Linked DNA regions of Hordeum vulgare: region 2 is linked to region 1. Evidence: chromatin contacts called from public Hi-C data. All regions are on one chromosome and are shown on one strand. The core of a region is the stretch at or near the end of the contact, and the rest is flanking DNA. Distances in the headings are between cores, read along the strand shown.

Region 1 (4,308 bases), core at 1,177-3,676:
ATACCGAAGGACAAAGGGAATGACATACGGGATTATATGAATCCTTGGCACTGAGGTTCAAACGATAAGATCTTCGTAGAATATGTAGGATCCAATATGGGCATCCAGGTCCCGCTATTGGATATTGACCGAGGAGTCTCTCGGGTCATGTCTACATAGTTCTCGAACCCGCAGGGTCTGCACACTTAAGGTTCGACGTTGTTTTATGCGTATTTGAGTTATATGGTTGGTTACCGAATGTTGTTCGGAGTCCCGGATGAGATCACGGACGTCACGAGGGTTTCCGGAATGGTCCGGAAACGAAGATTGATATATAGGATGACCTCATTTGGTTATCGGAAGGTTTTCGGAGTTACCGGGAATGTACCGGGAATGACGAATGGGTTCCGGGAGTTCACCGGGGGGGGGGGGGGGCAACCCACCCCGGGTAAGCCCATAGGCCTTGAGGGTGGCGCACCAGCCCTTAGTGGGCTGGTGGGACAGCCCAAAAGGGCCCTATGCGCCTAGAAAAGAAAATCAAAGAGAAAAGAAAAAAAGGAGGTGGGAAGGGAAGGAAGGACTCCCACCCACCAAACCAAGTCCAACTCGATTTGGGGGGGGGGAGCCTTCCCCCCTTGGCTCGGCCGACCCCCTTGGGGCTCCTTGAGCCCCAAGGCAAGGTCCCCTCCCTCCCACCTATATATACGGAGGTTTTAGGGCTGATTTGGGACGACTTTTCCACGGCAGCCCGACCACATACCTCCACGGTTTTTCCTCTAGATCGCGTTTCCGCGGAGCTCGGGCGGAGCCCTGCTGAGACAAGGTCATCACCAACCTCCGGAGCACCGTCACGCTGCTGGAGAACTCTTCTACCTCTCCGTCTCTCTTGCTGGATCAAGAAGGCCGAGATCATCGTCGAGCTGTACGTGTGCTTTACGCGGAGGTGCCGTCCGTTCGGTACTAGATCGTGGGACTGATCGCGGGATTGTTCGCGGGGCGGATCGAGGGACGTGAGGACGTTCCACTACATCAACCGCGTTCACTAACGCTTCTGCTGTACGATCTACAAGGGTACGTAGATCACTCATCCCCTCTCGTAGATGGACATCATCATGATAGGTCTTCGTGCGCGTAGGAAAATTTTCGTTTCCCATGCGACGTTCTCCTACATTTTTGACCCCACTTGCCATATTATTAACCACTTACTTGTGTGGAAAAAATAACTTGATTGACATTTTTTAATGTTGTTTCGTATAAAGCCTTGTAGCAGTTTCTATTATGCATGATATAAAAAAGCATGTAATAGATTGTGTTTGCCAATTTAAATATGCTAACTTATCGTATTTACATACAACTTTGCCAGAAAACTATTTTGTGAGTTTGTTAGTTTAAATATGTCGAGTTGTCATATTTACAAATGATGACTAATTTTTTTTGTGGTCATCGGTTTTAAATATGTCGAGTTGTCATATTTTCACGCGTAATCACCTATATAAAGAGTTTGTCTTTGCTAGTTTGATTATGTCGAGATGTCATATTTATATGCAATTTTAAAAAAATATGGCGATTAAGTTATTTTTTATCAGACAAGTAAGTACTTACTAATATGACAAATAAGTTCAATAAATGTGGTAAATACGAGTAAAAAAGTTGTCGAAACATGTCGACATGGGATCTAGTTTTAAATATTTCGTCGAAACAAAGTCAACGACGAAAACAGATCATCGATCGAATTAATGGTTTAAGAGATAAAAGTTTTTGAATTCCGATCACTTAAAGATGAAACATTGCATGCATGCATGCATGAGAAGCGAACACAATGCATGCTTAGGCGGTCGCAGCACGGTAATGCCGAGATGCGGCGCTGTTAATTAAATTTTTTCATGAAAGTTCTGCTAGTAATGATTAGATGAAGCAAATTTAACATGTATTGGAACCAAATTTTGCTATCAGTAGAATTAAAAAAAATATTTAATACGAAATAGGAGATTATGAAAATTAGAGAGTAGGAAATAAATATATTTGCAACTTTGGCATTTCTTAATTTTTAGATGCACGACAAAGCAAATTGTTACTTCCTTCGTTTTATAATATAAAAATGTTTTTGATGCTAGTATGTTTTTGATGCTAGTATAATATTTAAAACATTTCTATATTACGGAATGGAGGAGTAGTAAACTAGCACTATTGTACGAGTAGACGAGAATAAAGGCGGGTCGCGTTTCAAATACTACTACACCGTAATTTTTGAATGTGGTAATCATTTTTTTTCATCTATGGTGCTGGTATTTGTAATACTCTCACCGTTTTAAAATAACTGTCTTGACCTTATACTAGATTTAATATAAAATTCTAGTAAGCTTAAGACAGTTATTTTGAAACGGAGGAGTATGTTTTAGCAAGGTTGGTCTAGATGCGAAAGATCGGCCTGGATTAGTATTGAACTATTGATCTCGGCTAGTGATTTCACTAGTCGGTGCGAAGCCCGGATTCGGCCCGCTGCTGCTGCTCGCGTCTCCTGTCCCGTCGTCGGACCCTCGTCCAAGCCGTCATCGTCCTCACCACTCGATCCAGCCTAGCAGCAAGGCGGCAGACGGACGGGAGGATGATGGGGAGCAACAACTCCGGCGGCGCAGGGGGAGGGGGAGGGATGGCCCCGGGCACGGGGGCCGGCGGCAGCGACGGGCGGCACGACGACGAGGCCGTGCTCACCGAGTTCCTCTCCTCCCTCATGGACTACAACCCCACGGTACGCCGCCGCCGCCCTCTGCCCTAATCCCCTTTCCTTATGCCCAGTTCCGTGTTTGATCCGTTGGCGCGGCAGATTCCGGACGAGCTCGTGGAGCACTACCTCGGCCGAAGCGGCTTCCACTGCCCCGACCTACGCCTGTGAGCACCCTCACACCTCCAATTTCTCTCCCGAGAAGGCTAGATGTCTGGATCGGTAGTTAGGCTGAGACCCTTTTGGTGCTCTACGTTAATCTGGAACTGAAATTTCCTAAGATTAGTGATAATGGAGCCACATAGAGTTGTTTTAGCACGCTGTGGTTCTAGTAGTAGTCTGAGAGAAATTACAGTTTCCCCTTCAACTCGGTGATTATTGGTCCACATGAATAACACGTTTTTGTTTTCTTTTGTTTCCTAAATAATTGTGTGGTCTGCAGAACAAGGCTGGTTGCTGTAGCTGCTCAAAAGTTCATTTCAGACATTGCAAGTGACTCTCTTCAGTACGTGAATCCACAACCTCACCAGTTTCTCTTTTCACCTCAATGAATTTCTTCTGTTGGTATGAGCATGTCATAACTCATAGGAATTGCAGTATATCTTGTGCACCTATTTGATATTGCGCTTGCCCTTTCTCTTGAATTAGGCACTGCAAAGCCAGGGTTGCAGCACCTATCAAAGATAACAAGAGCAAACAACCGAAGGTCAATTTACTTCTTAATTAAAAATTCCATGTTACTTCCCTCAACTTCTTTTTCCATATTACTTCTTGCACGAGACCTGGCATGCCATTCTTAGAGTTAACTGATGACATCCTTTATTGTACTTCAGGATAGACGTCTTGTATTGACAATGGATGATCTTTCAAAAGCCTTGCGTGAGGTAAACCATTTTTTCTGTTACATCTTAGTTTTTATTCTATGCAACAGCACACCCTTTACTACCTTTGTCCTCATGTTTGAAGCTCGCATACACAGAATAAAAATTAGCCACTTACATTCTTCGGACTGAATCGAAATTGCTTGATGTGGTTTTGTTCCAAGAGGCAAAAATAAAAAATATCACATGGATTCAGTTTTATATGTTCTACGGACATCTTACAAGTACAAAGACGCCTTACATGAAATCAGCATTTAAGCATAGTTGCACATGCTTGGGATAGGGTGGCAGCCTGACACTTACATGCCTAATTGACAAATGATTTCATATAGTTTTTCCTTCTAATCATGTTTTGGAGGCCATACCGGTGACAGTACATTAACATTGAGTTGTAGGGCCTGTATCTCTATAAGAAGAAACTACACAGGCATCTACTGTTATGGATGCTGTACATCTTCCAAATCAGCAGAAAGCATACAGGGTCATAAGTAACAGGGTTGTAAAGAGATAATTATTACATTGTGTTCTCTGTACTGAAGCAGGTGGAATCACATGTGAATTGATGCCCTAATTAGAAAAGCAGGAAAATAAAGGCAATGTGAATGGTGTTACAAAGGTTAAGATGATAACCATGTCCCAATTAACATGGGTAATGGTGCGATCACTAAAGATTGAACGAGCAGAAGAAGCAATCTAACCACCGCTTTCTGATCATCTTTAGCGAGA
Region 2 (4,308 bases), core at 784-3,283, 180 kb before region 1:
GAAACCAAAAACATGCAACAGACATGAACTCACACTGGTCACTCGATCAATATGTTAGCCCAAAAATATCATATAAATTATTTTCAAAAGTATATAAAAGTTATAAATAATGGCATGAAACATTTGAAAATTATATACGACGAAGCCGTATCACGGGGCAGCGTTCTGATCTTGAGGCCGAAATACGGGCTTGGATCATGAGCTTGGACCATGTGAGGTTGTCGTCCTCTCAATCGAGGTCGGTGGTGTAGGTTAAACGAGCTTCAATGAGACCACACTTGTGACCAAAATGGGATGGTGGAATGCAGAGTCGAAGGCTGACACAACGGTCGATGACGAATGCGAGCGATCCTATGAAAATGGTGCGATCGTGGGAGGAGGATGGATTGATGTCAAAACAGCTTGCCCCATCCGCGAGGAAGGTGAGGGGGACGAAGGTCAAGCACTCTCCTAGTGCAAGGTCGTACGATGTGATGGACAACAACGTATGAAAAAGAATATGGACATAATCCTTCGAAATCTAGCACATCTAGTCCTATGAAACTGATGCTCAACATAGGAAAAATCCCATGAAAAATAATCCTACAAAATTCTTGCACACCGAATAAGCCCTAGAAAGTACGACAATACTAAAAATCTAAACGTTTTATGGCAAATTATATCGTCCGGATGATGGTAATTTTCTTTAAGGCAGTGCTCTGCGCCGGCGCGCCGGCCGAATCGTTCGGCCGGCCGCGTGCGGGCCATCCGATCCGTCAGTTGTACGTGTGCCGCACCGTTAGATCTTCATGCAGCATTATTCTTTCGATGCAACAAATTTCGTTTACGATGCAGCAATTTTCGTCCATGGTTTCAACAAAAATATAGTTGTAGCAAAAAAAAATCAACGTGGTCATAACAAAAAAAACAAAGCTGATGATGCGCGGTAGCAAAACAAAAAAATGGTTGTAGCAAAACAATCCGGTAAATCCGGGTTGCAACTCTGACGAACGTGTATGCAACTTTTTTAGTAAACGATTGCAGCAAAAAATGATGTCGGTTATAGCAAAAATTAACACAGTTGTAGCAAAAATAAAAATAAAATCAATTTTAACGAAAAATCCAACGAACTGAAGTTGCAACCAAACGTATATGCAGTCTTTTATTGAACAAATATAGCAAATAAAAAACATTTGTAACATGAACACTAGTTGCAACAAATATAGATAAAAAAAAGTTGCATAGCTAATCACGGGTCGTGTGCGGTGATTCGGCCGGCGCACCGACTAAAAACATTTCCCTTTTCTTTAGCGGGCATGACAATTCTTGACCAAAAGCTGAACATGACAAGGATAAGGATAATGAAAATTGCCATCAGTCGCGACAACATAATTTGACATCTCGGTAGTTTGATTTACCATATTTGAAAATCTGATTCTGTTTGTATTGAAACCCAAAAAATACTCCACTCCACAATATTATAATTGGCACTCCACTATGAGTATCTGGTCTAAATATATTCACGTGATTCCTGCATTGATGCCTGCCGAATAGGTGCAGAACCCATGAACTCCCAAGACACCACCGGTCCGACGTCTTGAACATCTGTCTCCTGCCGACGTTGTGGACGGCTCAACAGACGTCCAACCACCGGCTCGGCAGGATCCCATGACGCTCGCAGTTCTGATCTCTGATGGCAGATCATCCTCTTATGGAAACAACGCTCTGTACGCAGATGCCAGCCGACCTTCACCAGCTTGAACGCCTCAACGTGCTCCAACTAAAGAAACATTCGGTCTCACCGAACTCCCGCTGAAGCCTTGCCAATTGTTGAGAGCAAATTGAAGTAGACATTTATTCAGCAGAGTACGTATATCAACACAACACTGGTATGCTTTGGTCAAAAATGATACTAATAAAAAAACACAGCCATGCTTATGGGCTGTTTGGGCTTTATCAGTTGGGCCCAGCAAGCAGCCATTTAACAAACCCGGATGTCGGGACAGCGGCCCGTGGAAAAAACATTCTTTTCTCTCTCTCTGTCGGAGACAATAGAAAAAACATTTTGTGTTCCCCAGGATTCCCCTCTCCTCGATCCCCTTCTTGACTCGTGCCTCGTCCCCCGTCCGCCATGGTTCCCTCTCCCCGCGCACGAACATAGCTCCCCCCCACGCAGCCATGGGCACCAATTTCTCGCAGAACCACCACCTCCAGAACACCCACTTCTCGCTCCCCAGGAAGCAATTCCTGGCCTACGCCCTCTACGCCCTTGTCCCCCTCGCGCTCCTCCATTACCTGCTCTTCAACCCGCTGGCCGCGCCCACACCGCCGGTCCTGGCCCAGCCGCAGGTGCGAGAGGCGGCGCCGTCCATCGTCCCGCCCCAGCGCGGCCGCGCGCCCGTGAATGCGCTTGAGGAGCAGCTGCCCCCGCCCCCTCCCGACCGAGGGGGCCAACTGTTGGGGAAAACTCAAGGTACGGTGTTAGGTTTTCCAATCGATTTCTCCTCGCAATGTACTTTGTGGATTTGTCTCTGGCCGATTTAGCTGGTCAATTGAGTTTTCCCTCGAGCGGATTCGAGTTTGCTCAATGATAAAATTACCTCTTTTTTTTTTGCCGTTTTCTGAAGTATTTATAAAAGGCGCTCTTAATAAGCTCAATAAATAGTGGCCATGGTGGTTTTAAGGTTGAAATGTGCCATATCTGGCATGTGATTTCACCCACTTGTGCAGCATTTTGGTTCCTGCGAGATTGCTTGGTAAAGAAATGGCAGTTTGGGATAGCAGTAGCACTAAATGTTTCCTTGTCGTGTTGGCCCGAGCAGGCGGAGAAGTGTCGGCGCCCGCGTCGCCGCCGTGCGACTACTCGGACGGCGAGTGGGTGCCGGACGCGCGCCCGCCGCTCTACAACGGGACGAGCTGCGGCACCATAAAGGACGGCCAGAACTGCATGGCGCACGGCCGCCCGGACACCGGGTACCTCCACTGGCGGTGGCGGCCGCGGCGGTGCGGCCTCCCCGCCTTCTCCCCGGACGTGTTCCTCCGCTGGCTCCGCAACAGGCACCTGGCCTTCGTGGGCGACTCGCTGGCGCGCAACCAGGGCGAGTCGCTGCTCTGCCTCCTCGCCTCCCGCTCCCGCCCGGACCTCGTGTACCGGGACGGCGAGGAGAACAGGTTCCGGCGCTGGGTCTTCCGGGAGCACAACGCCACCGTCTCCATCTTCTGGTCGCCGCTCCTGGTGAGGGTCGCCGAGAAGGCGGAGCACGCCCGCGTGCGCCACAACAACGTGTTCCTCGACGAGTTCGACGAGCGGTGGATGTCGCGGCTGGGCGGGATCGACGCCGCCGTCCTGTCCGTCGGGCACTGGTTCCTCATCCCCGGCGTCTACCACGACGGCGGCAGGGTCGTGGGCTGCCACGACTGCGCCGACCTCAACCTCACCGAGACGGCCTTCTTCGGCGTGTTCAAGGAGTCCGTGCGCCGCACGCTCGCCGAGGTCGCCCGGCGGCACGGCGCCGACAGGAAGGTGGTCGCGGTCACCACGTTCACGCCGGCGCACTTCGAGGGGGACTGGGACAAGGCCGGCGCGTGCCCCAGGAGACACCCATACAGGGAGGACGAGAAGGAGCTGGGCTACACGGAGAACGAGATGAGGAAGACCGTGCTGGAGGCGGTGGTGGCCGCCAACGCCAATGCCAGCGCCGGCCCACTGCGGTTCGCGGCGCTCGACGTGACGAAGCTGGCCAACCTGCGGCCGGACGGCCACCCGGGGCCGTACATGCGCAGCGACCCGTTCGCCGGCGGCCCCGACGCGCGGGTGCAGAACGACTGCGTGCACTGGTGCATGCCCGGCCCGATCGACACGTTCAACGAGATCCTGCTGCAGACCATCGCGGGGTGACCGCGGCCATGATCGTGAGCTGAGTTGGTGACCTCTCTGAATTCTGATCGCGCGCTGAGTTGTGTCTCTGATCTAGGAACCGTGAACTTTGGCCTGGTGTGCGTGCGTGCGTGCGTGTGCATCGATGATTCTTTTGCTCGTCGACCGGACGATTAGGACACGAGATAGGTCGTGATGAGAGCATCACTGGTTCCAGTCTGGAGAGAAGATTTGGAGTATGCAGGGAGTAGGAATTGCTTCGAGGTCCTACGAGGCCTAATTTTCTGACGAATCTGTAAGTTGTAACTTTCAGAAAGAGATTGCTAGTTATCAGGGTTGTGTTTTGCCTGGACTCTCTTTTTCATTCTTACTAGCCGCCGAATCAATGTCCAGTGTCCCATTATCCTTCCCTCGTTTCATTTTGGGGAAATCCTGGTACTGCAAGAGGAACA

What was found. Hi-C and Micro-C count contacts between places; a contact is called where the count stands out from the background.
Region 2: a Hi-C map of seedling shows a contact between it and region 1, with 4 times the contacts expected there. The contact joins the promoter of LOC123411906 here to the promoter of LOC123411364 in region 1. A contact is called at or near these places in 1 of 6 Hi-C or Micro-C datasets (seedling) and 1 of 1 datasets of contacts at active chromatin or transcription factors (embryo).

Annotation. Positions count from the first base shown.
Region 1 is chr7H:98,898,240-98,902,547 of MorexV3_pseudomolecules_assembly, reverse strand. It overlaps LOC123411364 (transcription initiation factor TFIID subunit 10-like), which reads left to right and starts at 2,426. Exons shown (of 6, transcript XM_045104293.1): 1 at 2,426-2,728; 2 at 2,804-2,868; 3 at 3,144-3,206; 4 at 3,350-3,407; 5 at 3,535-3,585. The coding sequence starts at 2,585.
Region 2 is chr7H:99,075,383-99,079,690 of MorexV3_pseudomolecules_assembly, reverse strand. It overlaps LOC123411906 (protein ALTERED XYLOGLUCAN 4-like), which reads left to right and starts at 2,033. Exons shown (of 2, transcript XM_045104863.1): 1 at 2,033-2,452; 2 at 2,802-4,204. The coding sequence starts at 2,158. The coding sequence ends at 3,877.